Regions from separate parts of the Arachis hypogaea genome. Here region 1 is linked to region 2. The links are chromatin contacts, called in public Hi-C maps. All regions are on one chromosome and are shown on one strand. The core of a region is the stretch at or near the end of the contact, and the rest is flanking DNA. Distances in the headings are between cores, read along the strand shown. Region 1 has its middle 7.0 kb from the start of LOC112703621. Region 2 holds the start of LOC112703620 (TPR repeat-containing thioredoxin TTL1).

Region 1 (3,381 bases), core at 642-3,141, 92 kb before region 2:
TAAAATTAAAATATGTTTCTTTTCAATAAAAGCCATATAAAGTAGGAAAGCATACCAGTTTGGTTCAATATGTGGTATACTTCTATTGGTATTTGATGAAAAAAGTTGATTAATTATAAATAAAAAAATGTTAAAAACGAATAAAAGAATAAAGTTGATATATTCGTGCCTTTTTACTTGTTTAATTGACCGGTCTAGGCATTTGTTTTCCTTTTCCATATCCTTTTCATCACTAAATTTGAGGACTAGCTTCTTTCAATCATCTTTCTTAATCTTTTGCTTTTTGTTTTTTGGGTGTCCTATGGTATTTTCTAACTCATCAAGTCAATGACTAATTCATCGCAAATTTGAGTTTCATTTAAAAGTTTATTGTTGGCTAATAAATTGCTATATACACAAGACATGGTTCAAACCTCCGACACTTATTTATACATATGAGTAAGCTGATCACTTGGCTAATTTAAATTAATTTTTTTAATCTTTTGCTTTAATTTAATGAAGTGTACATCCAAAGTGGAAACCCGTTGGCATCACTATGTATACTTTATAAGGATCTCCGCATGATTTGGACATAAGTATTTGGATTTTGTCTTCAAAAGAAGCATTATATGCCACATATGCGGCAAAAGAAACGGTGTGAATAGCAAATGCAAACTAGTGGTGGATTAGCAATTTTTCTCTTAAATTTCAATACCATTCTTTCCCAACATTTACAATGCAGCAGTTAATATGTTAAGTAATAAAATAGTCAATTGAGTTAGTTGAGTGGTCAGTTTATTTATTCGTTAAAATAAGTATTGGAAGTTTGATTTTTTGCCTTGTGTATATAATAATTTATTGATTAACATCCACCTTTAAATAAAACTTAAATTTAAGACGAATTAATCTTTGACTTACTAAATTAAAAAATATTTTGCAAAAATAAATATGCTAAGTAATAAATTATGTTCTAATTTTTAGGATTTTGCTAGTTATTTCTCAATATAAATGTTAAATTTTGCTAACGGTCCTTGGTAATATAAAAAGTTAAAAAATTTGTAGAAGAAATAAAGTTTTGAACTTTGATTGAAACTTGAAAATTTCTGAGTTTTGAAATTTTAACTCTTTCCTTCATGACACTCATTCACAAATAAAAGTATAAAACTTCATTTTCGAACTCTTAAGCCATTATTTAAGAATTAACATTTTGAAGAGGATGTTCAACATTGATGCTATTCCACTATATTTTTATTTTTATTCTAAGTTACATCAAATGTCACTATCTCATTGAATCATTTACCTGGTTGATTTCTCTAATAGAACATATTCCGCTTCCAAATTTTGCATACCTTATATTGGAGCATAACAACCAACACTATCTTTTCCCATTTAATTAATTCACACGTCAATCATTGCATTTTAGGAAACTAAGCAAATTGATGAGCCCCAATGAATCAACACAAAAATAATCCCTGCAAAATAATATTTATTTATTGCAAGTTGGAGCCATTAGCATATATGGTAGGAACTTCTTGTTGCTTGGTCCATGTGAGAAAGTTCATGTCCAGGAAAAAAAATTAAAAATAAAATCGATGCTTGATGAATTAATATTTGTATTTTGAAATATAAGAATGGTTGAATCCAAAGTAACATGGATTGGACCCCATTGTTAAAGACCTTAACTGAAAATTTATTTCCCTTGCTCTTTTTCCAAATAAAAAGGTGGGTGTCACCTTTCGTTGAAGTCAAGCTTCTTAATCATAATATTAATATACTATATAATTATTATTAAAAAAAATAGCTAGCGTTATGAATCTGGAGCTTATATTATTATGACATTATAAGCAACATGTGTATCATTGAAGTCTCATCCAATGAGAGGACTTATCAAGAATCTTAATAAGTGGGTGGGAGTATGGGCCTCTCAATAATGGACCCATTATTGGCCCATGAAAAGTCAATGATGTTGGGCCAGGTTTACTATTTCTGGCAAGCTTTTCAAGGAATCAGGATACAGAGAGGGACCCATGTGGCCCATTAAGCCATTTCTACTTTTTGGAATTATTTATATTCATCTCATTTCACATATATATTATGGTAATGACCTTGATATTATATAATAGAGTCACAACTCTACATGGGGATTGATAAGAGGATATAAGACAATGATATTATGTTCATCATCACAGGGTCCCAAGGTTAGTATGTTAATTTTCATTGTTAGTGGTGTGGACTTTGATCAGTTATGGATTGTGATTCATATGCCACTATAGCCACCACCATAAAATTTGAAGGGTTTTGTCACAAAGCAGGAACAATCATTATTGTATAATATAGTTGTTTTGGAAAATGAGGAGTGAAAATCAATAATATGCCATTATGATCTTCAATAATATTGGTTGAGTTTTTTTTTTTTTTTTACCCTACATGGCAGAGAGTAACATGAGGTTGAAGCTTCATTAGTATTGGTTTTAATTTGATATTTGGTGATAATTGGTTGTTGATATACTTTGCTAGTTAATTTGTTAAGGTTATTTTTATTAGTAGATTTTTTTTAATTATTAAATACATAATATGCATTAAAAATATTAAATTTTTAACTTTACAATGAGTGCACATTCTCTAAATTTCTATTCTAAAAATTTTAAACGAATGGTAATGCGTTTTGGAAAAAGTAATTAAAGAATGCAACGCATTTGAATTTTAAAACTTAAATTTTATACTCTAAATTCTAGATTATGAGCTCTAAAAATTTTATTCTAAATTCTAAATTTTAAATTCTAAACCATAATTTTTAAATTTTTAAATAAAAAATTAAAATTTATTTAATTAATAAAGAATTAATATTATATTCTTTATTTAATAACCCATTTAAAGATGGGCCAAAATTTTGACTACCATCCTTAAGGCACATAGTAACAAATTTGAACACCTTTTATTTGTGTAACAAAACTAAGTCACTTATTTTTTCAGCATAAGCAATAATTTTAGCTGTCCATTTGTTTCAAGATTTTTTGGCAGTAGTTGCAAAACAGTTACTAAATATTTATTAACAAAAACTACATTTAAATTAACAACATAAAAGTATTTACAAAAAAAGGTTAATATTTTTCTCTTTTCCTTTAATTTTTTTCTTTTTATTTCTCTAATACTTATTTATTACTTTATTAACTGAGTGTTAATTAAAAAATTAATTCTATAGCAAAATCGTTAATTACAATGGAATGTGTCATGATGTCTTAGTCAAAAGTTTATTTGCTGTGTCCTAGAGATGATAACATATTTTAAAAAAATATTGTTGGTAACCCTTGCTCTCTAAAGGGACCTCTATTAATTACCATCAGATTAATCAATATCTTATTAATCATGTTCTTATAAATATAGTCCAAATTAAAGCTGCAT
Region 2 (3,475 bases), core at 256-2,755:
TTTGGTAATTATTAAGCATGATTAAAAAATAAGCAGAATTGAGAAATGAATAACTAAAACCCAGGCATCTATTTTCCCAATATTAGTTATACAATTAATATCAATATTATACTTTATTCATTCACGTACTATTTGAATATTTATGCAAACTAAAAAAAGAATGTAATTAGATTTATATTAAAGTTAAAAACATTTTTATACAATAATCTCACTTAAAAATATAAATCTTAGAAGAGACATGAACGAACTTATTTGCTGGCTGGTGCTGCTAAATGTAAAGGGTTGATTTTGATATGTTTGTAGGGTCCCCACGGGCCATTCTCTGTTTGCCACGTGGGTATTGGCTGGAGATGTAGATGGATGAGTGTGAGAATGCAATGCCATTGGTAGAAGGGGTTATTAATTATTAATTGGTTGGACACACTCCTTAATTTTAACACAAAACACAAACGCAAAATTAATAATAAGAAGAAGAAGAAGATAAGGGCTTCTAATTCCTTCACCTCCCCCACCAAACAAAACATTGCATTCATGTTAAATTGTTAATCAAGAAAGAAAAAAGAAAAGGTTTTTGCACTAATTTAGGGGCAAATCACGCGGGGTTATTGGGTGATTTACTTGGCACTTGCATTGGATCTTGGGGGGCCTTAATTACACATTTATTGCATTCGAACTCATGGATTAGGCAATTTAATAGTGGGAGGTTTTAATGTAAGATTTGGTGTATGGGTTTCGTAGGTTGTCCAATACTTGATCTATTCTTAAATAATTGTCTGGTTGAGCAAAATGATATTATTATTTTGAAATTAATTAGAAAAAGTAAAATTCTTAAGTTAACAAACCTAAAAAACACTTTTGTTTGTGTCAAAACTCTGAGTGACCATGTGACTTTACACTGCATATAACACCACTTGTTCTTACTTTTCTAGCATGCATTTAATTTGCACCGTTTTATTGACACCGCATTTTGCAAGATTGAAGGCTCTTGAATTGAATTTTTCTCTCTCTCCATGACATTCAAAGTTGTGATGGAAAACTTATGTGGCTTTTAAATCCCATAATTAAGAAATTTTGCACTTTTAGGAGATACAAGGGAATTAGAGGCTGCGATTCCTTCATTATGGATTTTCATGAGTTTGGGAAATTAATGAGTACCATTTTGAGATGAAATATAAAAACCTACCCTTTATGAGTTTGCATGTGAAAAAGAAAATTTCATTGTAGAAATCGCACGAGGTTATCACCTGCTATAAATTCCGCTATTTATCCCAAAATTAAAAAATAAAGAAAAAGGAGAAAACTTATCTACTTTTGTGAGAGTTACAAAAATTGGTGACAAGTGGCAAGTGAAATTGGAAAATTTTGGCTGCATGGATGTGAGGAGAGAATTTAGAGAGTGATTTTCACTGTTTACCATGCGAGAGTGGGTGACATCTGTCCAAGCGAAAAAAATGAAAACAAAAAATCGAAATATAATTATAATAATAAGAAAAGAGAAAGAAAAGAAGTAAAAACCTTGTCTCGTGAAGCAGCAGGTGAAGGAAGAAGGGGAAAGAGAGGAAAAAAAAAAAAGAAAAAAAAAACACAAAACCTGGTTCTTTTTTCTCTCTTCTTCTTCTTTCTCTTCTCTTCTCATTCTTCTTCTTCTTTCTCTCTCTCTCTCTTCTTCTCATCACTGCGATGCTAATTTCTTTTTCACTCTCTCTCACTAGAAAAAAAAGAGAAAAATCAGAGATATAGTTTTTATTTTTTCTCTCTCTAGCTAGGACACTTCACATTCATTCTTTGCTTGCTCCTTTTATATCACGAGATCCCCATCTCTTTCTCTCTTTCCTTTCTTTCTCCTTCTTCACATTCATGTCTTGTTCTTGTTCTTGTTCCAGGCCTCTGAAACTCGTGCTTCTTCACTCTCTGTAGCTTCTTCATTTTCGCACATTGCAGTTTGAGAGAGAGAGAGAGAGAGTGGAAAGAGGGGAAAAGAGAGGTTCGAGAAAGTTCCAACTTTGAGGCCATATTCAGAAACCATTCAGCTCGCCCTTCACAATGTCGCATCCGGGGAAGCCCGTTACCGAGTTGGATTCGGTCACTGACCGATTCCGTGACTCACTGAGTTGCGAGGCCGCCAGTCGAGACGCTAACAAACCAGATTTCCGCGAACTCGATCTGGGCTCGCCAGTATCGCCGCTTCGTACGGCTCACCACGCGGTCGGCGCCGCTGGAAACGGAGGACCTGCCGCCAGTAGCAGCTCAAGCTCATCCGGATCCTTCTCGGGTCGAACCAACCCGGTTTCCAGAAGATCCGATTCGGGACACACCAACAGCAACGGCAACAACAACCACTCTGGCGAGCTTTCTGGTTCAAGTGAGAACAGCCCAACCGCAACCGGCGGCGGGAACACTCGGATCCTGAAACCGGGTCAAGCGAGATCTGATTCAATCTATTCAGGTCAGAACGGAGGCTCCTCCTCCTCTTCCTCCTCAGCCGTGAATTCGCCGCCGCTGAACGTCCTCCCCACCGGAAACATCTGTCCCTCCGGTAGGATCGTGAAGACAGGCATGGCGGCGAATCGGAGCTCGAGGAGCGACGTTTTGGGCTCCGGCATGGGGAATTACGGCCACGGAAGCATAATTCGCGGCGGCGGAAAGAGCGGCAGCAGCACGCCTGATTCGCCAGGGATCCCAAGCGTGCGGTCGAGCAGCGGCATTGGCGGCGAAGGCAATGTGGCGAAGAGGGGAGCGACGCAGGGTTCGGATCCGGAGGAGCTGAAGAGAGCTGGGAATGAGCATTACAAGAGGGGCCACTTCGCCGAGGCATTAGGGTTATATGATCGGGCAATTGCGCTTTCTCCGGCAAGTGCCGCCTACCGGAGCAACCGCGCGGCGGCCCTTACAGGTCTTGGGAGGCTAGGTGAGGCTGTGAGGGAGTGTGAAGAGGCTGTGAGGTTGGATCCTAATTATGGCAGGGCTCATCATCGTTTGGCATCTCTTTTCTTAAGGTGTGATTGCTGTGTTCTTGGTTAGGATGTTGAGGTTGTTAGATTTGCACTAATTGTGATATGGAATTGCAGGTTGGGGCAAGTTGAGAATGCAAGGAAGCACCTTTGTTACCCTGGGATGCATCTGGATCCGTGTGAGATGCACAAGTTGCAATTGGTTGAAAAGCATATTGCCAAATGCGGAGATGTAAGGAGGATTAGGGATTGGGAAAGTGTTGTTAGAGAAGTTGATGCTGCTATTGCTGCTGGAGCTGATTCTTCTCCTCAGGTACACTCTTTCTTTAAGTTTTCTTTTCTTTTCTTTTGTTTAGTTTTTCATGTCATCTGTTGTCTGAACTGGTTGGAAATTGAATTTACAGCTCTTTATGTGTAGAGCAGAAGCACTGTTGAAGTTACACCAAATTGACGATGCAGAATCAATTTCGATACATGTACCCAAATCGGAGCCACTTACTATTTCCTCTTCTCAAGCTAAATTT

Evidence for each region. Hi-C and Micro-C count contacts between places; a contact is called where the count stands out from the background.
Region 1: a contact with region 2 is called in a Hi-C map of leaf, with 5 times the contacts expected there. The contact joins the enhancer-like site here to the promoter of LOC112703620 in region 2. A contact is called at or near these places in 3 of 8 Hi-C or Micro-C datasets (leaf and an unstated tissue).

Annotation. Positions count from the first base shown.
Region 1 is chr7:79,825,476-79,828,856 of arahy.Tifrunner.gnm2.J5K5, reverse strand. No RefSeq gene overlaps it. Among protein-coding and RNA genes, the nearest start is that of LOC112703621, 7.0 kb to the left of the region's middle. Within about 2 kb of position 1,891, at least 2 of the 3 cell types and tissues checked have open chromatin away from gene starts, as enhancers often do.
Region 2 is chr7:79,733,138-79,736,612 of arahy.Tifrunner.gnm2.J5K5, reverse strand. It overlaps LOC112703620 (TPR repeat-containing thioredoxin TTL1), which reads left to right and starts at 1,505. Exons shown (of 7, transcript XM_025755167.3): 1 at 1,505-2,996; 2 at 3,069-3,264; 3 at 3,356-3,475. The coding sequence starts at 2,044.